Regions from separate parts of the Arabidopsis thaliana genome. Here region 2 is linked to region 1. Evidence: chromatin contacts called from public ChIA-PET data. All regions are on one chromosome and are shown on one strand. Each heading gives the region's core, a stretch centred on a gene start, on an enhancer-like site or on the middle of the called end of the contact. The rest is flanking DNA. Distances are from core to core; before and after follow the strand shown.

Region 1 (6,754 bases), core at 1,149-3,648:
GATTAGCACAGGAATTGAATTTTAAGTACAAGGGTAGCAATAGGCTAATGAGGCACTAAACGTGTAATTTAATTATTACATTCATTTCTTGAAATTTCCTCTGGTAATCTCTCACTGCATTTGCAGCTGTACCACCAGCAAGAACAGCTTCTTCAAGCTCCCGTACGGTCTGGGTAAACTTTTCAACTTCTGCAACCTTTTGTCTGTGCAACTTGTCCAAAATTCTGTTCTCTTCCTAATTTGAACAATCGATAAACAAGGCATGCTCACGAAAACGAAGGAGAGAGATCCAGGAATTTATAGTACTGCTGGGTAAAGGAGGCGAAAGTGATACCTGACAAATTTCTATCTGTTTCATTAGCTCTTGGTTTTTATTCTGGAGGTCATCAACCATTGAAGCCTTTGCAAGAGCAGACTGAACAGTTCTTTCAGCATCAAGCAAAGCTGCTTCCTTCGACTTGGTTAGACGGTCCAATGCTCTGTTGTCATCTTGAAGTTTAACAATCTACAAATGAAGAATGCAATGCCCAGTTATTAAAAAGGTTCCAAGACTCAATAAGCAAGGAAATAAGAGATATAGTTGATTGAAAGGAAGTAAAATACTTCATGTCTCGCCAACTTGAGTTCAGCCTCTAAAGGAGCGAGAATAGCTTCAATAGGAGGCATATCGTCATCCTTTTGAGCAGCATGAACCCTTCGAAGAGTGGCTTCTGCAGCAAATTGAGCTGCCATTGAAGCCCTTTTTTCTTCGTTTATTTTCTTGATTTCAAGGTTCTGTGACAAGATGCGATATCATCAAATACAGAATCCAGAAAAATAAAAGAGATTGGAAAATGAAAAGCAACTGAGAAACATTGCAAACATACTTTACTGTCAAGAAGGTTTTCAGTTAGTTTGAGCTTCTCCGACATCTTTCCCAACTCTTCAGTAAGCTTAAACAATCAAATGAAAGAGTAGAGCGTCAGAATATACAAAGATGGATAAAAAAAGATGATTTATGTGACCTAATATATAAACTTCATATAAGATTTTGCAGGCATGAACACAATTTTTTCTCGCAAAGCATTTCAAGATCTAGCTATAAACAATAATGAAAGCCAAATCATAATACATCTTCTTAAGACAAGGATTCAGGAATATGTATATGCTTCGTGGAGCGACTGACCACAGGCCAAACAAGAGTGAAACCAGGCTTACAAAGGAACGGTAACAGAAAAAAACTACAGCCACATATCGGAAAACTAATGAAGGTCTAGAAACGAACCCAAGAGTAATTCAGTTCAACCACCTATACTACATAATGCAACTTGCGCAAAAACTTAGAGCCGAAGGATAACATTTTTCAGAATCTAAATATTGAAATTGTGCTTCACAAATTTAACTTCTTCCTAACCATTGATTAGACCCAAACAAATAATCCATTAAGTCAAGCTATATCTTCAATCTTCTGTTCATGTGAAATATTCAGTTGAATCAAGTCTAATCCAAACAACCTTTACAGGACATTGTGAAATGTAAGGAAAAAGACAGATTAAGTGCAGATATTACACTAACCTCTTCAACAGCCTTCTCTCTTTGCCGTTCAGACAACCTCAATGCTTTGATCTCAGCTTGGGATTCAGACAACTCCCGATCTTTATCTGAGCACCAAAAAGTCAAAGTTTAAAACCAAGAAATGACATTCATGCACGTACGGAAAAGTTCAAACATATATCCAAAAACCTAATTATACCAAATTACAAAATCAAAAATGTCAACGGAAACTTGAAATCAACCAATAGAATAAAACAGATCGAGAATCATAGAGTACCTCTGACATCGTTCTCAAGCCTATTAAGCTCAACTTTAACCGGATCTGAGCCATGGAGTAAAGTAATGAACTCATTATCGGCGTCAAAACTCGGCTTCATTGACCTCCGTCGTGTTAAACCCTTACTTCCACCTCCTCCTCCTCCTTCACGGAAAGACGATGACATAGTCAATGACGGTGACGAAATCCTCGCCGTCGTACCAAACTCACTCGCCGTTGGTCTTCCATTGTTAACCTCAAACGCATATCCACCTTCCTCCATTTATTCCCGATCTATAAAACCCTTACTTCTCTAATCTACACAGGCATCAAAAGTTCCATATCTATTGAAGTCTCAAATCCATCCACCAGAAACAAAAAAAAAAAATCAACACATACCTAAAATCAGCACATTCTCAAATCGAGAAAGCAAAATGTAGAAATAAGACGCGCAACAACACTGAATCGTCAAGAAGAACTGATGAACCAAAAGTGTTAGGGTTTGAATTCGGCTTCACCGGAGATTCTACAAAAACAAAAGAGAAATAGCAAGTTTTTTTTGGTAGAGAAGGATTTAAAAGAGGTTTATGCTAAGTCACAGCGAGTAGAGAGAGATAATTACCGTTTTCAGATTTTTTTTACATTTTCATGTTTATTTAATAATAAGCTTACAATTAAACGCTGTCGTTTAGAACCGAACGACGGTCTTCTTTAACCTTCTAGGGTTTAAGCCTTCTCCGTTAGATTTAGCTTTGATGTTTAAAAATCTTTTCAAAGTTGTAACCTTTCGAATCTTCTGAAGAAACCCATGTCCATGAATGGTCAGAGAAGCTCTTCAATTTCTTTCTCGCCTGAGAAAATCCTCGAATCTCCCAGACCCATTCACCTGCAACAAGCATATTCATCAGCTAATCAATTCCAATTGCGGCATTCTATCTCTCAAATTCTTAGCTTACTTAGTCTCCAGAGGTTACACTCCTCATCGTTCTTCATTCAATTCGGTCGTATCGTTTGTTTGTAAACTAGGGCAAGTTAAATTCGCTGAAGATATCGTTCACTCGATGCCTAGATTCGGGTGTGAACCAGATGTTATATCTTATAACTCTCTCATTGATGGGCATTGTAGAAATGGAGATATCAGAAGTGCTAGTTTGGTTTTAGAGAGTTTAAGAGCCTCTCATGGGTTTATCTGCAAGCCTGACATAGTTAGTTTTAATTCTCTGTTTAATGGGTTTAGCAAGATGAAGATGTTAGATGAGGTTTTTGTGTATATGGGTGTTATGTTGAAGTGTTGTTCGCCGAATGTTGTTACTTATAGTACTTGGATCGACACGTTCTGCAAATCCGGGGAGTTGCAGTTGGCGTTGAAGAGTTTTCACTCTATGAAGAGAGATGCTTTATCTCCAAATGTGGTTACTTTCACTTGTTTGATTGATGGGTACTGTAAAGCTGGTGACTTGGAGGTTGCGGTTTCGTTATACAAAGAAATGAGACGCGTTCGGATGTCTTTGAATGTTGTTACTTATACTGCTTTGATAGATGGTTTCTGCAAGAAGGGGGAAATGCAGAGAGCTGAGGAAATGTATTCAAGGATGGTCGAGGATAGAGTTGAGCCAAACTCTCTTGTATACACTACGATTATCGATGGTTTTTTTCAGAGAGGAGATTCGGATAATGCCATGAAGTTTCTGGCCAAAATGCTCAATCAAGGGATGAGACTTGATATAACAGCTTACGGCGTAATCATATCAGGCCTTTGTGGTAATGGTAAACTAAAGGAGGCAACTGAGATTGTAGAAGATATGGAGAAAAGTGATTTAGTTCCTGATATGGTGATTTTTACTACAATGATGAATGCATATTTTAAATCCGGACGCATGAAGGCTGCGGTTAACATGTACCACAAATTAATTGAGAGAGGCTTTGAGCCCGATGTTGTAGCTCTTTCGACTATGATCGATGGGATTGCGAAGAATGGACAACTACATGAAGCTATAGTTTATTTCTGTATAGAGAAAGCTAATGATGTTATGTACACTGTGCTTATTGATGCTTTGTGCAAAGAAGGAGACTTTATAGAAGTTGAGAGATTGTTTAGTAAAATCTCAGAGGCTGGACTTGTTCCAGATAAGTTCATGTACACTTCTTGGATAGCTGGTTTGTGTAAGCAAGGGAATTTGGTGGATGCGTTTAAGTTAAAAACCAGAATGGTTCAGGAAGGTCTTTTGCTTGATTTGTTAGCCTATACTACATTGATTTACGGGCTAGCTAGCAAGGGTTTGATGGTTGAGGCAAGACAAGTTTTCGATGAAATGTTGAATAGCGGAATAAGTCCTGATTCGGCTGTTTTTGATCTCTTGATTAGAGCTTATGAAAAGGAGGGAAACATGGCCGCTGCTTCGGATTTGCTTCTTGATATGCAGAGAAGGGGGCTTGTAACAGCAGTAAGTGATGCGGATTGCAGCAAACAGTGTGGCAATGAAGTGAACTGTTCGTGAACTTTCTTATGATTTGAGCTATGACTATGAGCATCAGCTGTATTCTCAAATATGGGCAAATATAGAAAAGGGCATTTGTAAAGTGTGATCTTTTACATTTAAAATGGATGCTTTTAACAAAAGACACATGACTTTGATAGTTATGTAAATAAATATATACAGAAGCTTTTTAATTGAGGAAATGGAATCTGTTTCTATATGTGCAGAATCTTATTCCCTCTGGTTGGTTGAGTTTTGTCTTCAAGATTGATCAGTGGTTCCTTTAAGAATGTTGTATTTGCAAAGAGGGCATGTTGCTCTCATCTTAAGCCATTTCACAATACAAGTCGAATGAAAATGGTGGTTACAAGGAAGAGCATGAAGCTCTGCGCCATCCTCATATGAACTCAGACATATGCAACAATCCTGTTAAGAAAAATCAAGTAGAAGAAGCCTTTGAAACTAAGCAAAAGCAGAGTTCATAAGTAACAAATCGTTGTCAAACTAGATTCGTGTTTACCGCATCCTCAGCAAGCAGTGTTCTTTCAGTTGCTAAGCATAAGCCATTGATCGGTATAGGAACCATTTTACCAGGTCCAGTAATGTTCTTCTCATTGCTATGGAAAGCCTTAAATTTGTACAAGGGAAGAACACCGAGCTCCGCCTCCGATACACCTTCCTGTATAAAACCCGCAAGAAAAGGCGTCTCTAAGTTCTTTAAAGTAGTAGACAACAAAGATCGATGAGATGGCTTCATACCGTTCCAGCAACGGCATAAAGAAGAGCAATTATGCAAGGAAGACAGCAACAAAGAGCTATTCCAACAAGGCAAGCCAAAACAACACAGAAAACAGCAAAGAAGACGTCAATCGCCAGGAAAATCACCGATAACCTGCGAAAAAAAACCCGTAAGATTTGGGAAACACACAAAAGCAATTCTTAGCTTTTGAATGAGCAATATGTTACCAGTAAAGATTAGGAGCTTCTCCTAAAAGCTTATCACCACCTTCAACAACCCAGTAGAATCCAATTATCCACCATATGAATGATATCACTGTGTTTATCGACTCACATCTCTTCACAAAACTGATTACAATAAAACATCAATTTCATAATCATAAAACCATGAAATTGAGATTTTTCAATAACCAAAACCTGTAAGTTGTTGAATTGTCATCACTGTCTTGTTCATAATCATACTCAATGTTGTAATCTTCATGATCATAAGACTCCAAATCCCTAGCTCTACGAGTTGAGTTTCTTCTCCAATACTCAGACCAAACCAAAACCACATGGAACAAACACTGTAACCCATACACACAGATCCAAACCCTAATCGGTTCATTAGGTCTTTCTTCAACGGTACCGACAAGCATAACCGCTGACGCAAGAACTAAAGCAGCGTTCCATAGTATATCAGCAGCAACTACAGGCTTCGAGTAACCCCAATCGATTCGTCTCTCCTCGAGAGCACGCGCCGCTGTTTCTCTAACCAGCATCGACGGTGCTCGGTGGCCGGTGATCCGTCCTAATAGAACGGCGAGAGCTGTAGGTCTGGCTGATGAAGAAGAAGAAGAAAAAGAGCCGTCGTGTCGTGGACGGAGTAGAGGCGCATGTTGATCACGCGCCGCCGTGGAATCTGAAGAATACGATGACATTAGTAACGAAGAGAATTGAGATTCTTCTTTCTCTCTGCTCTAGAAAACGCTAAGCCATGGCGGACAGTTTTAAAAAATGGTTTTAGTTAATTAACATTAATTGAAGATTAGACACAGTCTTATAAGTTAATTATCATTATCACAATAAGTCGTACGTCTTTAACCTTAAAGGATCCGGTTAGGAGTGGCCATTCGGATAAACGGGTCGGATTCGGGTAAAATTCGATCGAATACGGTTTTTCGGGTAGAGAAGTTTAGGATTCTATAGGGTAAATCTAAAATATCGGTTCGTGTATAGATTTTAGGCCTTTTTTAGAACCATACTTGATTTTGCGGGTAAATATGCAAATTTTTCGGATTTCGAATAAAATTTAAATTTTTGATTAAAATATTCATGTATTTTTGGGTTCGACTTCAGATTTGGTTTTTAGGGTAGAAGAATTTAGGACACAAGTAAATTTTCGGATTCAGATTCAGTTTCGGGTAATTGGTTCCGGTTTTTAATACGGGTGTTACTTTGTTAGATAGAAATTGGCGCTAAAGTTGGTAAGTTTAGTTACTACTGGGTTAATTTAATTTACTAGGATCAAAACTTTTACATATGCCGACAGAAAAACGACAAAAACTGAAAACACTTCTCAGTGTTACAAGAATCAGTGATTTAGTTTGATAGCATTGATGATTTCCCAGCCAAGCTCTAAATCTGCGATAGACCAGTTGCAACACAAGAACACAGCTTCACTACTACTACTACTGCTTCGATGCATACACTTGTCTTTTAGACACAAAGAGCCCTTGAAAGATGCAACCTGCAAACAGTTTTCAGATTC
Region 2 (6,754 bases), core at 2,342-4,841, 33 kb before region 1:
ACTTATGCGTGGTCAGATAAATTTCATAAGCCGGCCTCATATTGGAAGCACGTTCTGGTTCACGGCTGTTTTAGAGAAATGCGATAAATGCAGTGCGATTAACCATATGAAGAAACCTAATGTGGAACACTTGCCTTCTACTTTTAAAGGAATGAAAGCTATAGTTGTTGATGCTAAGCCTGTTAGAGCTGCTGTGACTAGATACCATATGAAAAGACTCGGAATCAATGTTGATGTCGTGACAAGTCTCAAAACCGCTGTTGTTGCAGCTGCTGCGTTTGAAAGAAACGGTTCTCCTCTCCCAACAAAACCGCAACTTGATATGATCTTAGTAGAGAAAGATTCATGGATTTCAACTGAAGATAATGACTCAGAGATTCGTTTATTGAATTCAAGAACCAACGGAAACGTTCATCACAAGTCTCCGAAACTAGCTCTATTCGCAACAAACATCACAAATTCGGAGTTCGACAGAGCTAAATCCGCAGGATTTGCAGATACGGTAATAATGAAACCGTTAAGAGCAAGCATGATTGGGGCGTGTCTGCAACAAGTTCTCGAGCTGAGAAAAACAAGACAACAACATCCAGAAGGATCATCACCCGCAACTCTCAAGAGCTTGCTTACAGGGAAGAAGATTCTTGTGGTTGATGATAATATAGTTAACAGGAGAGTAGCTGCAGGAGCTCTCAAGAAATTTGGAGCAGAAGTGGTTTGTGCAGAGAGTGGTCAAGTTGCTTTGGGTTTGCTTCAGATTCCACACACTTTCGATGCTTGCTTCATGGATATTCAAATGCCACAGATGGACGGGTAACTAAATCACAACTAATACTATTTTTGGATTATTCGGTTTTTGAATTGTTCGGTATGAAAAATTTCCCGCCAAATTATAACTGACTTGGTTTGGTTCGGATTCGGTTAAAATCTTTTATAAACTTCATTGATTCTCAGATTTGAAGCAACTCGTCAGATAAGAATGATGGAGAAGGAAACTAAAGAGAAGACAAATCTCGAATGGCATTTACCGATTCTAGCGATGACTGCGGATGTGATACACGCGACCTACGAGGAATGTCTGAAAAGTGGGATGGATGGTTACGTCTCCAAACCTTTTGAAGAAGAGAATCTCTATAAATCCGTTGCCAAATCATTCAAACCTAATCCTATCTCACCTTCGTCGTAATCCAATCTTCCGGCGAGTTTTTTTTCTCTCTCCGCAGCCGGAAGAGTGGACCGATTCTGCTGATTGATATGCATTTTGGTTTCTGTACATACAGTAGGTTCACAATCTAGAGATTTTGAAGGTTTTTTTTTCTTTCACCGAAGTAATGTAGCTTGCCATGACTAGTGTATGTTGTTAAACGACAACGTCTAAGACGACGGTTCAGTGTTGATCTTAGCGTAAGTATTAATCCCACGGGATCGTTTGTACTGTATCAGATTTGGTTAGTCGTTTAAACATTGTAATGTTCTAATAATAACTTTTCCATATATAACATCTTCTTATAACTTGAGACGAGACCATTTTGATTCATCTTTTGAGCTTGTTTAGCAACCAAATCGGTTAGCTAGTTGAACGAAGATCAGAGAAAGAGCTCAAACAACTCTTCATTAGCTATAGCTCAGTCGACGACTTGAGCTTTCAAACAACAGAAACAGAGCAAAGCTTAAAAACGACTGCGTTTTACTATTGGTTCGTCGATCTCACTAAACCGAGTGAGATAACCAAAGCCAATCAACAACCCTTTAATCGGATCTCTCGATGTAATCTATAAAGGATGAGAAGAATTAGGAACTTGTCCAAGAAGAGTATATAGAAAATATCTGACTTTTTGTTTGTTTTTTATATACTCTATCGACTTATTTTATCAGTTTCAGTAGGAACGCAACGAAATACTACAGAATGAATTTCTCCCGATTTAGGTAGAATTGGATCACCACACTGTTAGGTTCTAATTTGAAATGCCTTCCGACTAATACCAAGGATAATCATACCGTCTGCATTTCTAACTACCAAATAAATTAATTGGACCAAATCACAACTGAGAGACTTTCTAAACAAATTTGTTATTGTTTTCATGAAAAATCAAACTCAGGTATAGGAGTTAAAGTTTCCTTGTGCCACTACACCAAAGAGGTTTGGACAAATATCTGATTTTTAGAATTATTGAGAATTTAAGAAATGATTGAAAAAAGAAGTAAGTGAAATAAATGTGGTTGATGTGTGACCGTAACGAACAGCAAAGTGGACTAGTTGTTGTTGTCACGTAATCTTTCTACGTACACAAGTGTTCGATCTACATTTCGTGCGAGTTTATAGTATATGGTTGGTGCGTATAATACACCAATCTTTAGCTACTTTTACTATTTTTCTATAAGATTAACAACAACAATATACATGTCCCAATTTCTACATATCGTACTATAACTATTTTTAAAATAGTATAGTTATAATATTTATTACTAGTGAATAAAAACAGACATTCAATACCATAAGAAGAAGAATAGTTCTAGGTTAGAGTGAAACTGGTAAGTAATAATAATAACTCTCCAACCTAACAAACATTAAAAATTGTGGTAAACGGCGTAAGATAACGACCGTTAAAAAATCAGCCGAATGAAGATTAATGCGTGGCTAATATGCTCCGGATTTCACGGCGTCTGTCTTTTACAGTTAAAAACTTTTTTGTCGGGACTGCAAAAAAATCACATTTATCTTGTTTGGTCAAAATTAGTCATGAGAAGATTAAGACCATGCAATGCAAAGTACTCATTAATCTTTTAATTTTTTTTATTCAAAGTATATAATTACTCACGAAGTCGTGACACAATGAGTCAAAAAATGAATTAAATAAAACGGTGTAATCTTAAACTGTCTTTAGCACGTTACGATGAAATTTCAATTTTCGACTAATCTTTGACCCTAAACAATAGGTAACCACCGTCACCGTATTAAATGCTTTTTCTATTCTAAGAAATACAGATAAGTTTCCACGTATTGTATTCGTCCCACAAATATTCATAAGGAGGAAATAATATCCTTTTTTTATAGAAGCAAATGGAAATAATGTGAACAAAAATCCAAGATCTATTACAAAATAAAATATTTTAAAAATTTAGGAAAGACAATCGATATTATTAGCAGTTTAGTCCGAAAAATGCCGAAATACACTCAATCATAGAGATATTACTTTTATTATTACCAATTTTGACACAAATCAATTGTTAAAACTTCCTAAAAAGTAAAATTCTCTAATTGAATATATAAATAAAATATTTCAAACGTGATTTTTATTTACAAACTTTACAAATGTTAATAATATATTCACCTAAACTGAAAACATCTAAATGTCATAAAATTTGTATCTTATTCCTAATTCTGATTTTTTTTTAATATAAAGTTATAAACACAATTAGTAGATAATCTCATTATTCATAATTATGGATTATTCGGCGATTTTCACTATTGTTTTTCACCACTAATTATGCCACCTTGCCAGCTGTATTCACACACACACACACACTCTACACAAGCAAAACTTAAAGTATGCATTTTTATTAATTATGGTTCATCCATTTTATTACAGAAGAATAAATATTTCATTTGAATGAGAATAATAAATAAAAAGGCAATGCTTTTATGATCCTCTTACCTTTAATCTTCTTCGTCTCTCTATCTTCCTCGATCTCCGCCGATTCCTTCGTCTTTCCCTTTCCTCTCTGTAAACCTTTTCTTCTTCTTCTTCTTCAATGCCTCCCTAAAACCCTAGACTCAGAATTCTCAAAGGCGACACCTTTAACCTCCTCCACTCTGTTTCTTTCTCCAACAAAAAATGTCAAATTCCCATTTGGGTACTCTCTGTTTCATCATCTCTTTACTGGGTTTGGCCAATTTCTCACTTTCTCAAACCGGTCTCGATGATTCGACTATGCAATCTCTCAAATCAAGTCTGAATCTTACATCAGACGTCGATTGGTCTAACCCTAACCCTTGTAAATGGCAATCTGTTCAATGCGATGGAAGTAATCGTGTTACTAAGATTCAGCTTAAACAAAAAGGGATTCGTGGAACTCTTCCTACTAATCTTCAGAGTCTCTCTGAATTGGTTATTCTCGAGCTTTTTCTCAATCGTATCTCTGGTCCTATTCCTGATCTCTCTGGCTTATCTCGTTTACAGACTCTGAATCTACACGACAATCTTTTTACCTCTGTACCGAAGAATCTCTTCTCTGGTATGAGTTCTCTTCAAGAAATGTATCTCGAGAACAATCCGTTTGATCCTTGGGTAATTCCAGACACCGTTAAAGAAGCTACGTCTCTGCAGAATCTAACTCTCTCCAATTGCAGCATTATTGGAAAGATCCCAGATTTCTTCGGTTCTCAGTCACTTCCGAGCTTGACGAATCTGAAACTATCTCAGAATGGTTTAGAAGGAGAGTTACCGATGAGTTTTGCTGGTACTTCGATTCAGTCTCTGTTCTTGAATGGTCAGAAGCTTAATGGATCGATCTCGGTATTGGGGAACATGACTTCGCTCGTTGAGGTTTCTCTTCAAGGAAATCAGTTCTCAGGTCCAATTCCTGATCTCTCTGGTTTGGTATCTCTACGTGTGTTTAATGTTAGAGAGAATCAGCTCACTGGTGTTGTTCCACAGTCTTTGGTTAGTTTGAGTTCGCTTACTACTGTGAATTTAACTAATAATTATCTTCAAGGACCGACTCCGTTGTTTGGCAAATCCGTTGGTGTTGATATAGTCAACAACATGAATAGCTTTTGTACTAATGTAGCTGGTGAGGCTTGTGATCCTCGTGTGGATACTTTGGTATCTGTAGCTGAATCATTTGGATATCCAGTGAAGCTTGCGGAAAGTTGGAAAGGAAACAATCCTTGTGTTAACTGGGTTGGGATTACTTGTTCTGGAGGTAACATTACGGTTGTTAATATGAGGAAACAGGATCTCTCGGGTACGATTTCTCCGAGTTTAGCTAAGCTTACTTCATTGGAGACTATCAATCTTGCTGATAATAAACTCTCCGGGCATATACCTGATGAGCTTACCACATTGTCTAAGCTTAGGTTACTTGATGTGTCTAACAACGATTTTTATGGAATACCGCCAAAGTTTCGGGATACTGTGACTTTGGTGACTGAAGGGAACGCTAACATGGGGAAGAATGGACCTAACAAAACGAGTGATGCTCCTGGAGCTTCACCAGGAAGTAAACCTTCAGGAGGAAGTGATGGCAGTGAAACTTCTAAGAAATCAAGCAATGTCAAGATTATTGTTCCTGTGGTTGGTGGGGTTGTTGGTGCATTGTGTTTGGTTGGGCTTGGTGTGTGTCTTTATGCGAAGAAAAGGAAGCGACCTGCTAGAGTTCAAAGTCCAAGCAGCAACATGGTTATTCATCCGCATCATTCGGGTGACAACGATGACATTAAACTCACTGTTGCAGCTTCTAGTCTTAACAGTGGTGGAGGAAGTGATAGCTACAGTCACAGCGGAAGTGCAGCGAGTGATATTCACGTTGTTGAAGCTGGGAACTTGGTTATATCGATACAGGTCTTGAGGAATGTGACGAATAACTTCAGCGAAGAGAATATTCTCGGGAGAGGTGGTTTCGGGACAGTTTACAAAGGCGAACTCCACGATGGAACAAAAATAGCTGTGAAGAGAATGGAGTCTTCGGTTGTGAGTGATAAGGGACTTACTGAGTTTAAATCTGAGATCACTGTTCTGACTAAAATGCGTCATCGTCATCTCGTTGCGCTTCTCGGTTACTGCCTTGACGGGAACGAGAGGCTTCTTGTCTACGAGTACATGCCACAGGGGACACTAAGTCAGCATTTGTTCCACTGGAAAGAGGAAGGGCGAAAACCGTTAGACTGGACTAGACGGCTGGCGATTGCATTGGATGTAGCTCGAGGTGTCGAGTATCTGCACACACTTGCGCATCAGAGCTTTATCCATAGGGATCTAAAGCCATCAAACATCCTTCTTGGTGATGATATGCGCGCTAAAGTCTCTGACTTTGGGTTAGTACGTTTAGCCCCTGATGGCAAATACTCCATTGAGACTCGAGTAGCTGGGACTTTCGGATACCTTGCCCCAGAATACGCAGGTTTGTACTTACCCAAATTTTAAAGTCTCTGCCTTTCAATTGATTTGCACTTGCCCAGTGTCAAAGTTTCATACTTTGGCCGTTTTGCACTTAAATTTTCATGCTTTGATCTTATTGCATTTTCCTAAATGTTATAGTTTCATCCTTTGATCGTTTGGCAATTGTTCTATACTCTGATTTTGGCAGTGACGGGAAGAGTGACGACCAAGGTAGACATTTTCAGCCTTGGGGTCATACTTATGGAGCTAATCACTGGTCGTAAAGCCCTAGACGAGACGCAACCCGAAGACAGCGTCCATCTAGTCACATGGTTCCGTCGGGTAGCAGCCAGCAAAGACGAAAATGCCTTCAAAAACGCAATAGACCCAAACATCAGCCTCGACGACGATACCGTAGCCAGTATTGAAAAAGTCTGGGAGCTTGCTGGTCATTGCTGTGCCCGTGAGCCTTACCAAAGACCTGACATGGCTCACATCGTTAACGTCCTTTCTTCACTCACCGTCCAATGGAAACCAACTGAGACCGACCCTGATGACGTCTATGGGATAGACTACGATATGCCGCTTCCGCAGGTGCTTAAGAAATGGCAAGCTTTCGAGGGACTAAGCCAGACCGCGGATGACTCGGGATCTTC

The links. ChIA-PET counts read pairs in DNA pulled down with a chosen protein or histone mark.
Region 2: an H3K4me3 ChIA-PET map of shoot shows a contact between it and region 1, with 13 read pairs. The contact joins the promoter of AT2G01820 here to the promoter of MAP70-3 in region 1. A contact is called at or near these places in 1 of 26 Hi-C or Micro-C datasets (shoot) and 1 of 2 datasets of contacts at active chromatin or transcription factors (shoot).

What each region holds. Positions count from the first base shown.
Region 1 is chr2:323,669-330,422 of TAIR10.1, reverse strand. It overlaps MAP70-3 (microtubule-associated proteins 70-3), which reads right to left and starts at 2,398. Exons shown (of 12, transcript NM_126236.4): 1 at 2,189-2,398; 2 at 1,811-2,107; 3 at 1,555-1,640; 4 at 867-932; 5 at 604-774; 6 at 335-505; 7 at 80-235. The coding sequence starts at 2,072. AT2G01740 (Tetratricopeptide repeat (TPR)-like superfamily protein) reads left to right here and starts at 2,548. Exons shown (of 1, transcript NM_126235.2): 1 at 2,548-4,287. The coding sequence starts at 2,608. The coding sequence ends at 4,287. CPSF73-II (cleavage and polyadenylation specificity factor 73 kDa subunit-II) reads right to left here. Exons shown (of 13, transcript NM_126234.3): 13 at 6,460-6,754. The coding sequence ends at 6,578. RIE1 (RING-finger protein for embryogenesi) reads right to left here and starts at 6,058. Exons shown (of 5, transcript NM_179593.4): 1 at 5,422-6,058; 2 at 5,233-5,352; 3 at 5,026-5,158; 4 at 4,787-4,945; 5 at 4,329-4,692. The coding sequence starts at 5,924. The coding sequence ends at 4,528.
Region 2 is chr2:357,761-364,514 of TAIR10.1, reverse strand. AT2G01820 (Leucine-rich repeat protein kinase family protein) reads left to right here and starts at 3,591. Exons shown (of 2, transcript NM_126243.4): 1 at 3,591-6,120; 2 at 6,307-6,754. The coding sequence starts at 3,834. It overlaps WOL (CHASE domain containing histidine kinase protein), which reads left to right. Exons shown (of 11, transcript NM_201667.1): 10 at 1-810; 11 at 952-1,532. The coding sequence ends at 1,183.